Linked DNA regions of Ovis aries: region 1 is linked to region 2. A link is a contact called in public Hi-C data. All regions are on one chromosome and are shown on one strand. Each heading gives the region's core, a stretch centred on a gene start, on an enhancer-like site or on the middle of the called end of the contact. The rest is flanking DNA. Distances are from core to core; before and after follow the strand shown.

Region 1 (2,788 bases), core at 176-2,675, 350 kb before region 2:
GAGTGTCCATCAGGCTCCATGGGATTTCTCAGGCAAGAATACTGGAGTGGGTTGCCATGCCCTTCTCCACAGTATCTTTCCCACCTAGAAATGGAAATTGCATCTCCTGCACTGGCAGGCGCATTCTGACCCATCAGGAAAGCCAATCTCATTTATACTATTGGTTCCTGTAGTGGGAATTTCATTAATTCGAGAAACCATCACCATTTTCTTTTAGGCCTGATCTTTCTGATCTTAATATATGGAAGAGGACAAAATTCCAGGTATAAGTGATGCTAATTGTGTACCTTCAATGTAAAAACAAATTTGAACAATGTAAGACTTCATTGATAAATGTTCTTTTATCTCGTCCATAATGTTTCAAATTCTTAATAACAACTGTTCCACGGGATAATTAATCAAACACTGCTTCTACAGCATGAGCTCTCCAATGTCTGTCAACACATTTATTGCAGGTCTGCGTGCTCCTGGGTTCTGAGAAGCCGCAGCGGGGGAGACATGCGCTCAAACGTTTTTAAGACCTACTGAGTGCAGAGAGCTTGTACCCACATGACTTCATTCAAACCTTTGAGCAAACAAGCCAGACAGATAAGGCCATCCCTTTATTATAGGCAGAGACGATTCTCTACGCCGGCTACACATAATTGCCTGATCAATGCTCAAAAAATACCTTCCCTCGGGGCCTTAGTACTAGAAATCCTGCCTCAGCTCCCCAGGGCGAGGGGACCCTACTGTCCGCGTTTCTAAAGGTCTGGGATGATTCACACCGACCACGCGGCAAGGATCTCACGCCTCTGATTTGTGCAAGCGAGAGAGGGTCCAATTCGTAAGGCAAGGCCTCCCGGGCCGAAGCTTTGAAGGCCACCTGCCTCCCTGAGCCCGCAGAGGCCAACCAGCCATCCGCCCCTCCCGCCACGGCAGCCACGCGCTGCAAAAACTGCCCCAGCCCGGATGCTGCAGCTGCAGCCGGAGGCTACCATCCCCACCCGGCCATCTCGCAGTGGGCCCTCCAACCTAGCGAGCGAAGAGGCCCCAAGACGCGGAGGCACCCCGCCGCCACTCGGCGGCACTCGTTCAGAGGCCGGCTGCCGTTGTCCGAAGGCAGGGAAAGCCCGGCCCTCCAGAGCCCTGGCTTCCCCGCGGCCCCTTGACCCGGTAGCCTCTCCACGCGCGCCCCCAGGACCCGGGCTGCCGGGTTCGCGCCTTTCCTGCCAATCAGATGCGGATTTCCCCCACGGCCAGCAGACCAATCAGCGCGCGGGTGTCCTCTTCGGCCCTTCGGCTCGTCGGCTCTTCGGCCCGTCGGCTCGTCGACTCTTCGGCCCTTCGGCTCGTCGGAGTTCGGCGTTTCTCAGAGCGTTAAAGCGTGGTTCTCGTTGGTTTAGTTCCACTTTTTTTTTTTTCCAGGCACTTCCGGGTGCTGCGTCACTCCGCAAACCCACGAGTTCCGGAAGCTTGGGGACCGCAGGTTCGCCTTGGAAAAGCCAAGCTTCCCAGAGATGTTTCAGAAACAGTTACTTGGAGCGGGGCGTTTCGCAGACTCCTAAGGTCAGTGTCGCCCGAGAGAGTCGGAGTGTGGACCTGCGGTCTTGCTTACAACTGGGAGGGCGTGGAGTTTCATGACCTTGTAATTGTCGCCCTTTGCTTGTTTCCCTGTTTAATTTGGCTTCCTGTCTTCCTGGAAGAGGCAAAGTCTGATTTTGGGAAAGGCAGTGGAGCAAACCTAAAAGTCTAAAAATAGTCTTAGGATGGCATTAAAAGGAAAAAAGGACAGCTAGATTTGAGTTTCCTTTGCGTTCTGGGAAGTGATTTTCTAGAACATACTTGGAAATCGTTTCCTGTCACTTGGCGGTGGTGAGATTTAACCCTTTTGAACGGCTTAAGAATTACCGAGGGTCCAAACTTTTCCTGATATCTGATGGTTCGTGTATAGCGCTGTTTGGTACCAAAAAGTTGAGTAGGCTTAAGTTTCCAATATTTTAAAAAGCCTATAAACTCAAAAGCAGTTTTAATTTTCTTGGGGAGAAAAAACTACTGAGAATTTTCTTAGAAAATTGCTTACAATGAGTCAGTTACATTTAACATTGATACCTGATAATTAGAATATAAAGGTCATTTTTTTTGTGAGGCCTTAAAACTCACTGTTTACTTATTATCGTTTTCCGAAAATACTACATTTAGTGAAAGGGCTGTTCACAGAATGAGACTAAGTTGTATGTAGACTGTTCACGTCTAATGGTATTGGTATTCTGTGATGTCCTTGGAACACTGTATCTGAACAGTAGAAATTACAGGTAGGCTGAGGTTCCATCCACACCAGTTTACAGTCTGAACGCCTTCCCCTAATGAGTTACCTTTAGTTAAGCCTTGGCAGAATATCTCAGGATGACTGTATCTTCTCCCTCATCTTGCCCATATTATCCATTTCTTGTATCCAGAAACATTAAAGTTGAGTAGTCTTGAGCCAGAAAGAGATTTGGAAGAAAAGAAAGAGTGGAGTTAGGAATTCTTTATTGACAATACAAGTGAAAAAGAACCTCTTATTTTGTTTTCCTTAGAAATAGGGGAAAAAATAGAAGTAAGAGGACATAGCAATGAGCATGCTAGACTGAGTCAAGAGAGTTGAGTTTCTGCTCCTGACCAGCTCTACCTCTTGGCCTTATTCTCATTTTTAGAAATTAGGAGGAGCACTCAATCTGTGGTTTTAAAACTCTTCTGTGGTAGAATTCCTGTAGAAATGTCCTGGAGTCATGCAGAGGAGAGACAAAGCAAGCTGACCCTCAGCTGT
Region 2 (3,020 bases), core at 405-2,904:
TTATTATTACTATTTTTCCGATCGAAAAGAGCAGAAAGCCTGGGAGGGAGGGGGGAACGAGATAGAAGTAGAAGGAAGGCGAGACCCGACGCATTCCAGCCCCTCTTCCCTTAGCTGCTCCCCGCCGGAAGGCGCACTTGATGCCCGGAGAGGCGAAGAAGGTGAAGTTCGTTTGTAGACCTGGAACCCCTTTCGGGGGGCGTGAGGGGCGGGGGTACCGGGGAATAAATCAGTTCTCACAACCGGCCACAGCTCTCCCAACCATAAACAGACACAGACACAGACACAGACACACACACACACACACCCTTTGCCCTTTGCCAAAAAAAAAAAAAAAAGAAAACAGATTCTTGACCCCCGGCCTCGGGCAGCTGTCCTCCGCTCTAAGGCACACCCGGCGGCGAAAGCGTCGGGAGAGAGCTGCGGCCGCCTCGCGGGTCCCCGGCCCCGAGGCCCGGCGATCCTGCCTCCTAACGGAACTGCCCGGCGTCTTCCAGCGCCCGGGTCCGCGCCGCCTCGCGCTCAGGCGGCCCGGCGTCTACCTGCAGCCCCGGCACGCGCCCCAGCTCTCGGAACCCCCTGCCCTGGGGCGCACTGAGCACCGGGCCTCCGCGCACCGAGCGCCCTTCGCGGAACTTGAGCCAGGGAACGGTGGATGATGAGAGGAGGAGAAAATCGAGGCTGAACGGGAGGGTAGGGGAACAGCGAGAGATGGGCTCCGAGCCCCCACCGACCACCTTCCAAACTTTCGGAGGAGGGGTGCGAAGGAAGGGGGCATCCCGACCCGGGCGAGGGGTTGCGCCCCCCCCCACACCCCCCGCACCCCGCAGGCAGTGTCCGCGCCGCCGCGGAGCTGACAGCTTCCCCGCGCCTCGAGAAAGCCCCGGGCTCGCGGTGGAGACAGAACCCGAAAAGACAGGCAAAAGGAGAGAAAACTGCTCGGCCAAACGTGGATGATCCGCCACTTAATCCAAAAGTTAAATCCCGAAAAACGCATTTCCCCCCCCAACCCCGCAAGAAAGTGGAAAATCAGAGCCTTCAGTGCCCCCTCCCTTCCTCCGCGGAGCAAATCCTGGAGCCAAAAAAAAGGGGGGGGGAAGAGATAGCAAAGGGGGGCAGAGCGGAAGAGATGGTCGGGCTGAGGGGATGTGAGCGAGAGCGAGCGAGAGCGAGCGAGCCGGGGGCAGAGAGGGAGAGAGGCGGAGAGGGAGAGAGAGGGAGCGAAATATCAAAGATTGTGCAAGATCAGGCTGGAAAGATAATCGATACTCGACCTAAATTTAACACAAACTACTCAATAAAAGTTAAAGAAAAAACTTACTTTCCATTTCCCCTGCAGTTCCTACTCGATCTTCGCCTCTTTTTTGTTTTGCTTTTATTTTACTTACAGCTGATCACATCCAAGTAAAACGAGAGGGTTCATTAAAAAAAAAATAAAATAAAAAAATAATCCTCGAACTTTATTGGGTGAAAATCAAAACGCTGGAGCAGAAAGTGGGGGGCATGGAGCGGTCCTCGGGGATCCGGGAGGAGTTAAAGCATGTGCCGACCGCGGTCTCGCTGTTTGGTTGTGAAGGGGTTGGGAAAAGGAGGAAAGGAAATGAAAATCCGATATGTCTTTATTCTGCTAATTATTATCGTTTTAGCCCTGTTTAAAAAAAATGGCTGATTAAGTTGAGTGCGCATGTCTTTGTGTGTCTATTCCCGATATGCACTCTGGGAATGAGAGAGGAGAGCGAGGGAGAGGGAGAGGGAGCGGGGGGGAGAGAGAGGTGTAATTAGTGAGGTGATCAACATTCCCCAGACTGCAAATGACGCGCAGCCCGGACTCGGAGCAGCCCCAGAGCCTCGCGGCTTCCGAAGCTCGGAGCGCTGTGGCGGGAGCCCGGGACGCGGCGACCACGGAGAGGGCAGGGACTGGGGACCTCTGGGGCTCGTACCCCACGCGCCCCTGTGCGCGCGACTCCCAAACTTCATTAGACACACACACACTCAGGAAGGAGGGGGAGAAAATAAAACACAAATCCCTCCCAAGCCGTGCCCTTTAAACACTCCGAAAAATTTTTTTTTCTCATTTTAATGAGGCAAAGTAATTATTATCGGACCAGAGATGTGTTTACTAGGGAGCTTTAAGCAGCAATAGGAGAGTGAGGGCACTGGAAAGGTTTTCTCTGCTGAGTTACTTCTGCTACGTCCAGGAAACCACTTTAATAGCGAAATGCAGGATCCTGAGCAAATATGCAGATATATGTAAATAAAGTGTGCCTGGCTGTGTGCAAACACCGCTTTGCCTTGCCTATTTCAAAAGGCGGGATTGCACCCAGGATCCCGTAGACACTCAATTTAAACACGTTATCTTTCGCTGGCAACATGCAGGAGAGAAAACCCAGGGCATGGAAGATGGAAGGGGTTAGTTTAGTCAAAGTAAACTTTCAAATGAGGATAAGTGCTGGTTGCAAGGGTGTTCGTGAGGGTCTTGATGCTGGCCTTTATGTAATATTTTTGAATATTTTATCAGAATTGCATAAGTTCAATGTAATAGCTTTAAGAAGACTTAGGAAGAAAACCTTTCATCTTGTGAGTCTGTTGAATTATCTTTCTTGAAGCACATTATGATGAATTTTAAAACCCCACTACAGATCTCATTAGAATGAAATATACTTGGTATTTTCTGGTGCAAAATTTAAGGTGGCTGATTCTCATTTGAAAATCTAATTATCTCTTTCCAATATTACAGATGTGAATATGAGTGACACTTTCATTAAAAGATAATTAACTAAAACTAGGAATAGACATACTTTTAAATACCCCCCTACTGAATATGGAATATATATCTCTCTCTATATATATCCGTTGCTACTCAAAGATAGCATCTCAATACACCACCATATCACAGGTTACAAGTAGACACCATCTATGCAATATTTCAAAAATAGGGATTCTAGAGAGAAGGAGAGAGTAACAAATCAAACAAGCAAAGAACAGGAAATACTTGCAATGGCCAGCTTCCTGGACAGGTG

What was found. A called contact is a pair of places that touch in the nucleus more often than the background predicts.
Region 1: a contact with region 2 is called in a Hi-C map of hypothalamus, with 3 times the contacts expected there. The contact joins the promoter of PEX2 here to the promoter of ZFHX4 in region 2. A contact is called at or near these places in 3 of 16 Hi-C or Micro-C datasets (hypothalamus, muscle and tail adipose tissue).

What each region holds. Positions count from the first base shown.
Region 1 is chr9:53,178,362-53,181,149 of ARS-UI_Ramb_v3.0, reverse strand. PEX2 (peroxisomal biogenesis factor 2) reads left to right here and starts at 1,425. Exons shown (of 2, transcript XM_012183895.5): 1 at 1,425-1,548.
Region 2 is chr9:52,823,906-52,826,925 of ARS-UI_Ramb_v3.0, reverse strand. It overlaps ZFHX4 (zinc finger homeobox 4), which reads right to left and starts at 1,654. Exons shown (of 11, transcript XM_027973073.2): 1 at 1,322-1,654.